2 separate regions of the Mus musculus genome follow, and region 2 is linked to region 1. The links are chromatin contacts, called in public promoter capture Hi-C maps. All regions are on one chromosome and are shown on one strand. Each heading gives the region's core, a stretch centred on a gene start, on an enhancer-like site or on the middle of the called end of the contact. The rest is flanking DNA. Distances are from core to core; before and after follow the strand shown.

Region 1 (4,264 bases), core at 1,562-4,061:
TCCATCTATGGTGGGCGGGTGGACAATGAGTTCGACCAGCGTCTGCTCAACACCTTCCTGGAGCGGCTGTTCACCACCCGCAGCTTCGACAGTGAATTCAAGCTGGCGTGCAAGGTTGACGGGCACAAGGACATCCAGATGCCTGATGGTATCAGGTGCGGCCGCATGTGGGAACAGAAGTCAGGCTTGGGGGAGGGGTGTTTGGGGGGAAAGCGTGTTTGGAGCCACAGTCTACCGGACTCTGATTCCAAATGTCCTGCTTTCTCAGGCGAGAGGAGTTTGTGCAGTGGGTGGAGCTGCTGCCTGACGCCCAGACACCCTCATGGCTGGGCCTCCCCAACAATGCTGAAAGGGTCCTGCTTACCACCCAAGGTGGGTAGTGAGTCCCCTCACTCCTGGACCCCTGCCCACCCTAAGCCTTGCTGGAAGGGCTTGTTCATGGGGAGTCCTGAAAAGAAGGTTTGAGGGCTAGCTTTAGTTCAGGAGTTGGAAGCACTGATGGAGGCTTGGTGGTATGCAGGCTGTGCCCTAGCCTGGAGCCAAAGGCAGAAAACCGTGGAGTTCAACATCCAGTCTACACAGCATGCCTCAAACAACACAGCATACCTTGTATTAAGTCAGTTTTACTTTTCACGGCATTGGTGGTAGAATCCAGAGCCTAACAAGCTAGGCAGAGCTCTGAGAGCAAGCCCCCACACAGTCAACAACCATTTAGAGCCAGGCTTTGTAACTCATCCCTGAGATGCCAGCACCCACGGGTAATAGGGTAGAGAGTTCTAGGCTAACCTGGATGACATGGGACACTTTTAAAAACAGCAGGTGAGGTGACTCAGCAGCAGCAACATAGCACCAGCCTGCTACACCCTGTCCTTGTCCTTCTGGTGGTCTGACCTGACCCTTATGGGAAGGCTAAGAAAACAGGCAGGGCTAGTGCAGGCATTCAGAAGTAGGTGAAGCAAGATGAAGTGTTCCCAGCTACCTCCTCCTATGGAGAACGCTCTGAGAGCTTGCCTGTTGTCTGGGAGGAGGTGACCATGAGAAGGTGGGGGTGTCCATGGACAGTAGGAAGTGAGCGGCTGTGACATGGATTTAGTGTGAAGATGAGTGTCTGGTCTGGAGGCTGAGCGGCTCCCTGTGGGGTTGGATGCAGTCTCTCCAGCACACAGGCTGATTGGTTCTCAGTGCTGGTGTCACTTGACCCAGCGCTTCCCTAAGCCCTGTACCCATCAACACTGTCAAGAACCAGGGCATTGCCCAGCTTCTCCACCTTTCTTTGCACAGTCCAGAGAGCAGGGAGCCTCAGCAGCCTGGGCATCAATTCCCAAGTGTGAGGGACAGGCCTAGCACCAGTGTGCTTTTAGTAACGTGGCATTTGTGTGAGCAGAGTTCAGAAGAGTCCCAGTGGCCATCACAAACCCCTAGCAGGGTCTGCCTTTAGGCTGAGTGAGGCTTCTGAGGCCTGCAGGCTACAGCCTCACAGCACACAACCAGGCCATTGGGTCTGGCTTTGTCTTAATTGCCCTGGGGTAGACGTGTGGCACGAGGACAGCCTACAGGCTGCCGTGGTGAGCTGATGGTCAAACAGCTCTTGGCCTGTCCACTGAAGTCCTCCCCACCCGGGCCTGGCCTAGGCGTGGACATGATCAGCAAGATGCTGAAGATGCAGATGCTGGAGGACGAGGATGACCTGGCCTACGCAGAGACGGAGAAGAAGGCAAGGACGGACTCCACCTCCGATGGCCGTCCAGCCTGGATGAGGACACTGCACACCACGGCGTCCAACTGGCTGCACCTCATCCCACAGACACTGAGCCCCCTGAAGCGCACCGTGGAGAACATCAAGGTAGCTGGGCTGGGCTCAGCGTGCTGCTCCCCAGGCAGGCAGATCTCTGAGTTCGAGGCTAGCTTGGTCTACAGAGTGAGTTCCAGGATAGCCAGGGCTATATAGAGAAACCCTGTCTCGAAAACCCAAAATACAAAAAAAAAAGAATGGCCACCGCTTTAATTAAACTCTTTGAAAGCTGTGATCTGAGAGGGGCAGAGAAATTCATCAGGCCAGGGCCACACTGCACTCTGGCCAGCTCCCAAAAAGGTCTGGTCAAAAGCTCTGGTGCTGCTCCCAGGTGTGCCTTGTCTCTGCACAGAGCCCGTCCTTAGCCCTCTTCTCTCTGGCTTTAGGATCCTTTGTTTAGGTTCTTTGAGAGAGAAGTAAAGATGGGGGCCAAGTTACTCCAAGATGTGCGCCAAGATCTTGCTGACGTCGTTCAAGTGTGCGAGGGGAAAAAGAAGCAGACAAACTACCTGCGCACGCTCATCAATGAGCTGGTGAAAGGTGCTGATGGGGTGTGCGGCTGGGAGCTGGTCTGCCACTGTCCACACCCCATGTGCGGGCACACTGCAGTCCCCAGGCCACACGTGTCTCTTTCAGGCTTCCTCAATAGTGGGGGTCTTAGCAACGCCCCTGGTTTTCCCTAGGTTTTCCACAGGCAGCTCCTGTGACTTTCAGGGTTAATGCAGTGAAGAGGACAGAGGGGTGGGCGGGGCCTGGTCCAGACACACTGCACGCTGCAACACCTCTAAGCAGGCACCCCACACTACTGAGACAGCTTTGCCCAGGGCCTTCCTGGTTGTGGACAGAACACCAGGCGCAGCCAGGAGAGCGGGCTGTGGTGTGCAGATGCTGCCAGCCTGAGCCACGTCTGCAGAGGGGGACTTGGCAGAACTAGTGCTGAGGCCTGCGGCTCTCTTCCTTGCTGCAGGGATCTTGCCTCGGAGCTGGTCCCATTACACAGTGCCTGCAGGCATGACTGTGATCCAGTGGGTGTCAGATTTCAGCGAGAGGATCAAACAGCTGCAGAACATCTCACAAGCAGCTGCATCTGGTGGTGCCAAGGAACTGAAGGTGGGCATGCATGGCCCGGGGTAGGGGGGTAGGGTCAGGAGTGGCACTGATTGTCCTGGACTTGGGTAGAAAGTGTTCTTTCTCGATGGCACTAAGGACAACCAGGGCCTGTACCTGACCTGCTCTCCTTTCCACCGCACTGTTTGCACAGAACATCCACGTGTGCCTGGGTGGCCTGTTTGTACCTGAGGCCTACATCACTGCCACCAGACAGTATGTGGCACAAGCTAACAGCTGGTCCCTGGAGGAACTCTGCCTGGAAGTCAATGTCACCGCCTCACAGAGTGCCACCCTTGATGCCTGCAGCTTTGGAGTCACAGGTGAGCTGGCGTCTGATCTCTCAGCCTGGCCTTTCTGTGAAACCTGTTTCCAAATGAATGTACCCAAAGTGTCTGGGCAGAGCCGCCCAGCTGAGCCTGTGGGTGTCCTGGAAGCCGAGCTGTGTGGCTCTGTATGGCTTCAGCCCCTTCTCCACATCTCCTCACAGGTCTGAAGCTCCAAGGGGCCACGTGCAGCAACAACAAGCTATCACTCTCCAATGCCATCTCCACAGTCCTCCCCCTCACACAGCTGCGCTGGGTGAAACAAACAAGCGCCGAGAAGAAGGCCAGCGTGGTAAGTGTCGTGGCCTCGCTCTTTGGCTCTGCCGTGCTGGGACTCTACTTGTGTGCAAACAACTGCACCCCAGCCCTGGACCCCCATGGGAGCTTGTCCCTAGAGCTGATGAACAGTAAAGTCCCTCTGTCTGTCTCACAGGTGACCTTACCTGTCTACCTGAACTTCACCCGGGCAGACCTCATCTTCACCGTGGACTTTGAAATTGCTACAAAGGAAGATCCTCGCAGCTTCTATGAGCGTGGAGTTGCCGTTCTGTGCACTGAGTAAAGCTAGACTTTTCTCCAGTCCTCTTTCTGGAATAGGAAACTCCCAATATTTAACCTTCATTCATCCTTAACGGTGTGGAAGGGTTGATGGACTGGAAAGCAAGTGGTTGGTTCGCGTTGGCGGGTGACAGGTGCTGCGGTTGGAGACGGTGGGATGGGAGAAGAGAAGAGTGCGCTGTCCGAGGGCTGACCGAATGGCTGGGTTTAGTAAATAAAACACTAAGCATGACGGGCTCCCGCCTCTTGCCGCTCTGCTCAGTCTGCTGTGGGAATCCTTGCGTCCCAGCCCACCTCACCTTTGTCACCGTGGTCACAGATGCAGAAGCAACAGGGTGAGACCAGGAAAGCTGCACCTCCTCCCTGAGGCCTGGCAGCAACTCTGTTCGTGACTGACACCCCTATCCCTGGGGACCTTCTCTCTCTCAGACCTAAGCCCTGCCACCAGTCCATCCTCCCACACTTCCTTTCCACATGACCT
Region 2 (4,867 bases), core at 567-3,066, 130 kb after region 1:
GGTGGCAGTCTCCAGCGTATCTCACCTGTGTGCCAAGGCATTTCATGTTGTTCCATGAGCAACTAACTCTTCACAAGGGTACTCATGTCCCATCTACCCTGGAAATTGACTCCTTTGTTCGTAGGGTTCTGATCTGAGGTAGCAAAGACTGCTGCTATATAGACTTTCAGAACTTCAGAGATCAAATTGAGCTGCTGGGTGGGCAGGCTAGAAATAAAACACTCTGTGCAGTTTCTGAGATATTGTCAAATGCTTCGGAGTCATTGAGTATGCAGTTTCCAAATTCAAGACTGTGTGTTTGGCCTAAATAGGGAGTGGCCAGTCATAGGTAAGTAACGTTTATGGTGAAGCATATGGTGGTCTCTCAGTTTGAGGGTATCTTTGCTGGCAGGGGGCCATTGCATGTGTATCTGTGGACCCAGCACAGATGATGGGAGCTTACAGATGCCCTGTCCTGGTAGCATTCCTAGACCCATGAGCTGGGATCAAGGGGAAATAGATAGGATGCTGACAGTGACTCGAATCACTCGCTAGTGGGAAGCGGGGGAGGTAGAACAGGGTGGAAACTACTTTCTTTAAAGGGGGAAAGAAAAGACCCTGCTGATGTTGTCGGATGGAGACCTATGAATTCTCTTCTGCATCCCCATAAAAACGTCACAGTTTGTGATTTGGGGTTTAGTCACAGTATATTTCAACTTCTGCTGCTAAGTGTTGTGTCCTTAATGATTAACCTGGAAACCCTGTTTGGGGTCCTTTGCTGTGTGTGTGTCTTACCCTCCTGGGCTCCCTGCTAGGTTCAGGGTCTGGTAAGAGCCCAGGCCAGCTCTAGAGGGCTGTCTTAGTTGCATGACCTGGCCCAGGCTGGCCCCTGCATGGAGGGCGTGGTGCTGCTCCAGGCCCGCTCTACCCCCCTGACTGACTCCTGCCCCCCTTTCTTTGACAGCCGGCAGAGCAGTTCTGCAGGCAGGAGGACAGAGTGCAAGGTGTTCTCCAAGACCAGAACTAAAGGTGCGGCAGCTCCAGAAGAGGGTGCTGGTGCTGGAGGGCGGGGCTTCCTTCCTCCTTGTGCCCTGCAGACAGAGGTGGTGGGGTGTCATGGGGTTGCACCGATTGCCATGGTGGGTCCTGATCTCCAAAGAATGAGGACTAGGGCCACTGTGCTTCTACAGTAGCCACCCAGAGAAATGTTTTTAGTTTTCTAAACAAACTTTGAGCTTCCTCATCAAAACTTCCCTGAGCGTTTTCATGAGCAAGAATATCTTTGGTAACTAGCTACTGGACTAAAACAGCTACTGGCAAGAGGCTCTTAAAGGCAGGGTTCCAGTCTGCTTGCTGTGACCCAGACAGAGTCTGCGGGCTCAGTGAGGGCCACTGGACAGTTGGACCCTCCTGTCTGTCCTGCTTGCCCACCGCAGACAACCTTTCTGGTGACTCGAGAAAGCAGCTGCCCTGTAGCTATGGTGAATCAGCCCCCAGCTCCCCCCCCCCCCGTTTTCCTTCTCTGTGCATGTGGTGCCAGGGATTATGCCAAAGGACTCAACCCCTGCCCAACACGCCACATCCCAGCCCTCTGCAGAGGCTCAGAAGTTGTATCTTCCTCTTAAACAAATGCTCCAGAGAGACTGGGTGATACCTGCAGCTAGTAGTGGCTTCTGCCTCCAGATTAGCCTACACAGGGCAGAGGATTAAGTTTGTCCTGATGGTTGAGTTTAGAAGTGCTCTGAGAGCTGCTGAGGTCAGGATGCAGGGTGAGGGCCATTAGAGAAGCCAGCAGGGAGAGGAGAGCAGCCACATTGTCTTCAGAGGCACTCTTAAATTAGGTGGACAAGGCCCAGGTCAGTAGTCTGCTCTAGTGTTTGTCTTAAACGCTCAGGGCACAGCTGTTCCTTCCATCCTGTAATGATGCATTCTGAATTTGTGCTAAAATGAGTGAGCCTGCCTTATAAGGCACACGTGTGCCTGTGTACAAGGCCCTCTCACCTGCTGGAGGGAAACGTTTTCTTTGTTGAGCAAGCTCGGAAGTGTAAAGAGTAACAGGACACAAGACACGGCCGGCCAGCCAGAGCTTAGTGGTGGCTTTTCCAGTGGCTGACCTTGGAGTGCACGCTACGCTGTGGGCAGTTAGTCACACATCTTGGCTCAGGACCAGTTTGCAGCACTGAGGCATGTGTGACCACTGTTGAGGCCCTCTCCTTACCCATGGAGCCTCCGTGCACTTCTCTGGGTAGGCCTGTACTGACTTGAAGACATGGCCTCTGGCTTGGGTTTGGTTTCTAAGGCTGAACTGGTCTCTGTCCTGGGAATGCATGGGGGAGCCGCCACACCCCCATGCCCTGTTTATGTCAGAGCATGCTGTTTGCCTTGGGCTGACTGGACCACCACAAGCTGGCTTAGGTTAACAAGGTGCTCATCAAAGTGCTATGTGGTGGCTGTCCCAGGGAACAGAGACGTCAGTGTGGCCCTGGTAAAGCCTGTGGCTCATTTGTGGAAAAGCACTTGTATTCAGCTGTTACCTTGACGAATCAGATCCCAGATTGAATTGTAAGACTGTTCTTTTCATGGAGCAACTGTCCCATGATGCTGGGGTTTTCACTCATGCTGCACTTATTACATTTTCTTTGTGTCATGGTTCAATTCCTGACTCTTGAGGTAAAAGTATGAAAATCGTGCATTTTTACTTCTGTGTACTTAGGTTTTAAAGACTGTTATTAAGTGACATTGTGTAAAGTTGTATGGGTATATTTATTTTCAGTGAAAGTCAAGGTAATACATGTATTCCTTTCTTACATTTTCATCTGATCTCTTCACAACTTGAATAAATTTCATGAAGAGCCCTCCTGCTGTGAACTACCAGGAAACTGAGCTCCTAATGTCGCAATAACTAATGAAGCTTGAATATCAGTATTGTTATTCATTTCTGAGAACCATGTTCTGTTTCACTGCTTTGTCTTTTAGCTGTTCCCTTGTCCCTGTCACAGCAAAAGATTTACCATATACTTGACTTCTGAAGTACTGGAGGCTGTCCTCTGTATATTGACATTGAATAAACGTGTGAATGCATTGTAAATGTAGATAAATTTTAAGTCATTTTCACATCCAAGCTTCATAAAAAGGAATCTCAGTGAGCCAAAAGAGAGAAGCTGTTAAATGCTGTAAAATTCAGAGCCTTGTTAATGTTTGTGAGACACCATGGATGACTCTGTGTGGACCATGGTCTCAGTTAGCTTCTAGATGAAATGCAGATACTGAGCAGCCCAGATTCTGCTGTGTGAGCTGCTCTCAGTGAGGCACTGGGATTCTCTGAGTGTGAAAAGGTCAAATGTAATGCTAATGATAACTCTCTGAAGGTCTACCAGTTGGCTCTGCAGCCACCTAGCCAGCCTAGTGAGCCAAGGGCACCGTGGGCCTCTGTAGGAGCTCTTCCCACCTCACCCCTGCTGGGCTTCTGTGCTGGGGCTTGGCTGCTGTGATCACCTAGAGCCCAGGGTAGCAGGAGCAGTAGGTGACTTCACTGCCCAGGAGCATCAGCCATGCTTGTTGTCCTGCTCTAAGGACAGGTCCCTGCCCGGGCGACAAGGTGAGAGGGAGCCGGCCCATGCTGCCCCATACAGCTGTTGCCTCTTAGTTCCCGAGACACTGGGCTTTTGCTTAGCGGCCTGTCCTCCAGGCCGGTGGCCTGCCAAGCCCTATGCTCTGCCTCTCAGCCCTCACAGAATTCCAGGGTTTCCTTACTACCTGACTTAATGGGTGCAGGTTGGGTTGGCTAGGAGTCCTGCAAAGCAGGAGAAATGTTCAACCTGTAGTTTAAAGTGACCTCCCAATTTCCCACCACAGGAGCAGCGCGGCTTTTTCTCAGCGCTATAGCTTTAAAGTCTAAAAAGGCAGGTTAATAGCATTTTCAAATGTGTTTAAAGAAAATCATAATGTGATTAAAAACAAAACAAAACAACCCAGAACCCTTCTAGTATGTGCGTGGGAGAAGTGACATCATCCTTGTCCCTCCGTGTAGGGCTGGCTGCCAGTGGACAGTGGTCGTCCGTTCCAGCTAGTGAGCCTGCTGCAGCACCTCTGTCTTGGGGCTGCGCCTCTAAAACCAGCCCCTCTCTTTAGGGAAGGCTCTGGGCAGCTTCTTGGAAGGGTGAGCTTTGGAGGATTTCGGACCCTCTTTTCCTCCATGGCAGATTTGAGGGGCCCAGCAGGTCCCAGGATGAGGGCCTTAGCTGGCAAACATTTTTCCAAGTGCACAGCCTCTGAGGAGTCTTCTGTAGCTTGAACCTTTTCTTTTCTCTGTCTTCCCCTAGATGGCTGTAAAGAGTGACTGGGAACCCTTTTCTCATCAGAGACCGGGTTGTATAGCCCATGTGTGCTCTCAGTGAGTGCCTGTCAGTGGTAGGAAGACTGGTCAAGGGACAAGACCCAGAAGCCAGCAGGAGCCTGAGTACCAGGCCATAGGACTGTGAGGCAGGGAGGGACACAGACACTGAAAGCTTCCTAAACCATCTCATTGAGTCTGGGCACGCCAGCCTCTTCCATGGACCTTACACAGAACTGTGGCCTTCTGTCAAGTTTCTCTCTGGCAAGTTGGAGTGTATATAATAAATTAATGGATTCGTAAGCTCAGACAGATAAGGGGACCCAGCAAGGGGCTAAGAGCACGTGCAGGTGTTGTCGCTTGGGATGCTACTCATTGTGCCCCATCTGAAGAGGCATGAATTGCTTAATTACTTCGGTCCTGGCTTCCACCTGAGAGCAGTTCCTGGCTATAGGGCCTTAGGGCCAGCCGTCCCTCCAGGCTGAGACACTGTAGAATCCACTGGTCACTTTTCTTAAGCTCTCAGGGGCAGTCCGCCTGGCTGCTCTGGGGGAG

What was found. Capture Hi-C pulls out chosen DNA fragments and counts their contacts.
Region 2: a promoter capture Hi-C map of pancreatic islet shows a contact between it and region 1. The contact joins two enhancer-like sites. A contact is called at or near these places in 2 of 39 promoter capture datasets (embryonic stem cells and frontonasal cranial neural crest), 2 of 484 Hi-C or Micro-C datasets (bone marrow-derived macrophages and nephron progenitors), 1 of 115 datasets of contacts at active chromatin or transcription factors (embryonic stem cells) and 4 of 9 other capture datasets (adipose tissue, embryonic stem cells, liver and 1 more).

The regions. Positions count from the first base shown.
Region 1 is chr12:110,662,905-110,667,168 of GRCm38.p6, forward strand. It overlaps Dync1h1 (dynein cytoplasmic 1 heavy chain 1), which reads left to right. Exons shown (of 77, transcript NM_030238.2): 70 at 1-155; 71 at 269-372; 72 at 1,632-1,843; 73 at 2,179-2,332; 74 at 2,760-2,902; 75 at 3,054-3,222; 76 at 3,390-3,517; 77 at 3,659-4,040. The coding sequence ends at 3,787. Among named protein-coding and RNA genes, the nearest start is that of 1700001K19Rik, 18 kb to the right of the region's middle. Within about 2 kb of position 2,812, at least 11 of the 459 cell types and tissues checked have an H3K27ac peak or open chromatin away from gene starts, as enhancers often do. A contact at or near this core is called in pancreatic islet, where this site is marked.
Region 2 is chr12:110,796,000-110,800,866 of GRCm38.p6, forward strand. It overlaps a transcript of Wdr20 not described here. Among named protein-coding and RNA genes, the nearest start is that of Mok, 43 kb to the right of the region's middle. Within about 2 kb of position 1,817, at least 79 of the 459 cell types and tissues checked have an H3K27ac peak or open chromatin away from gene starts, as enhancers often do. A contact at or near this core is called in pancreatic islet, where this site is marked.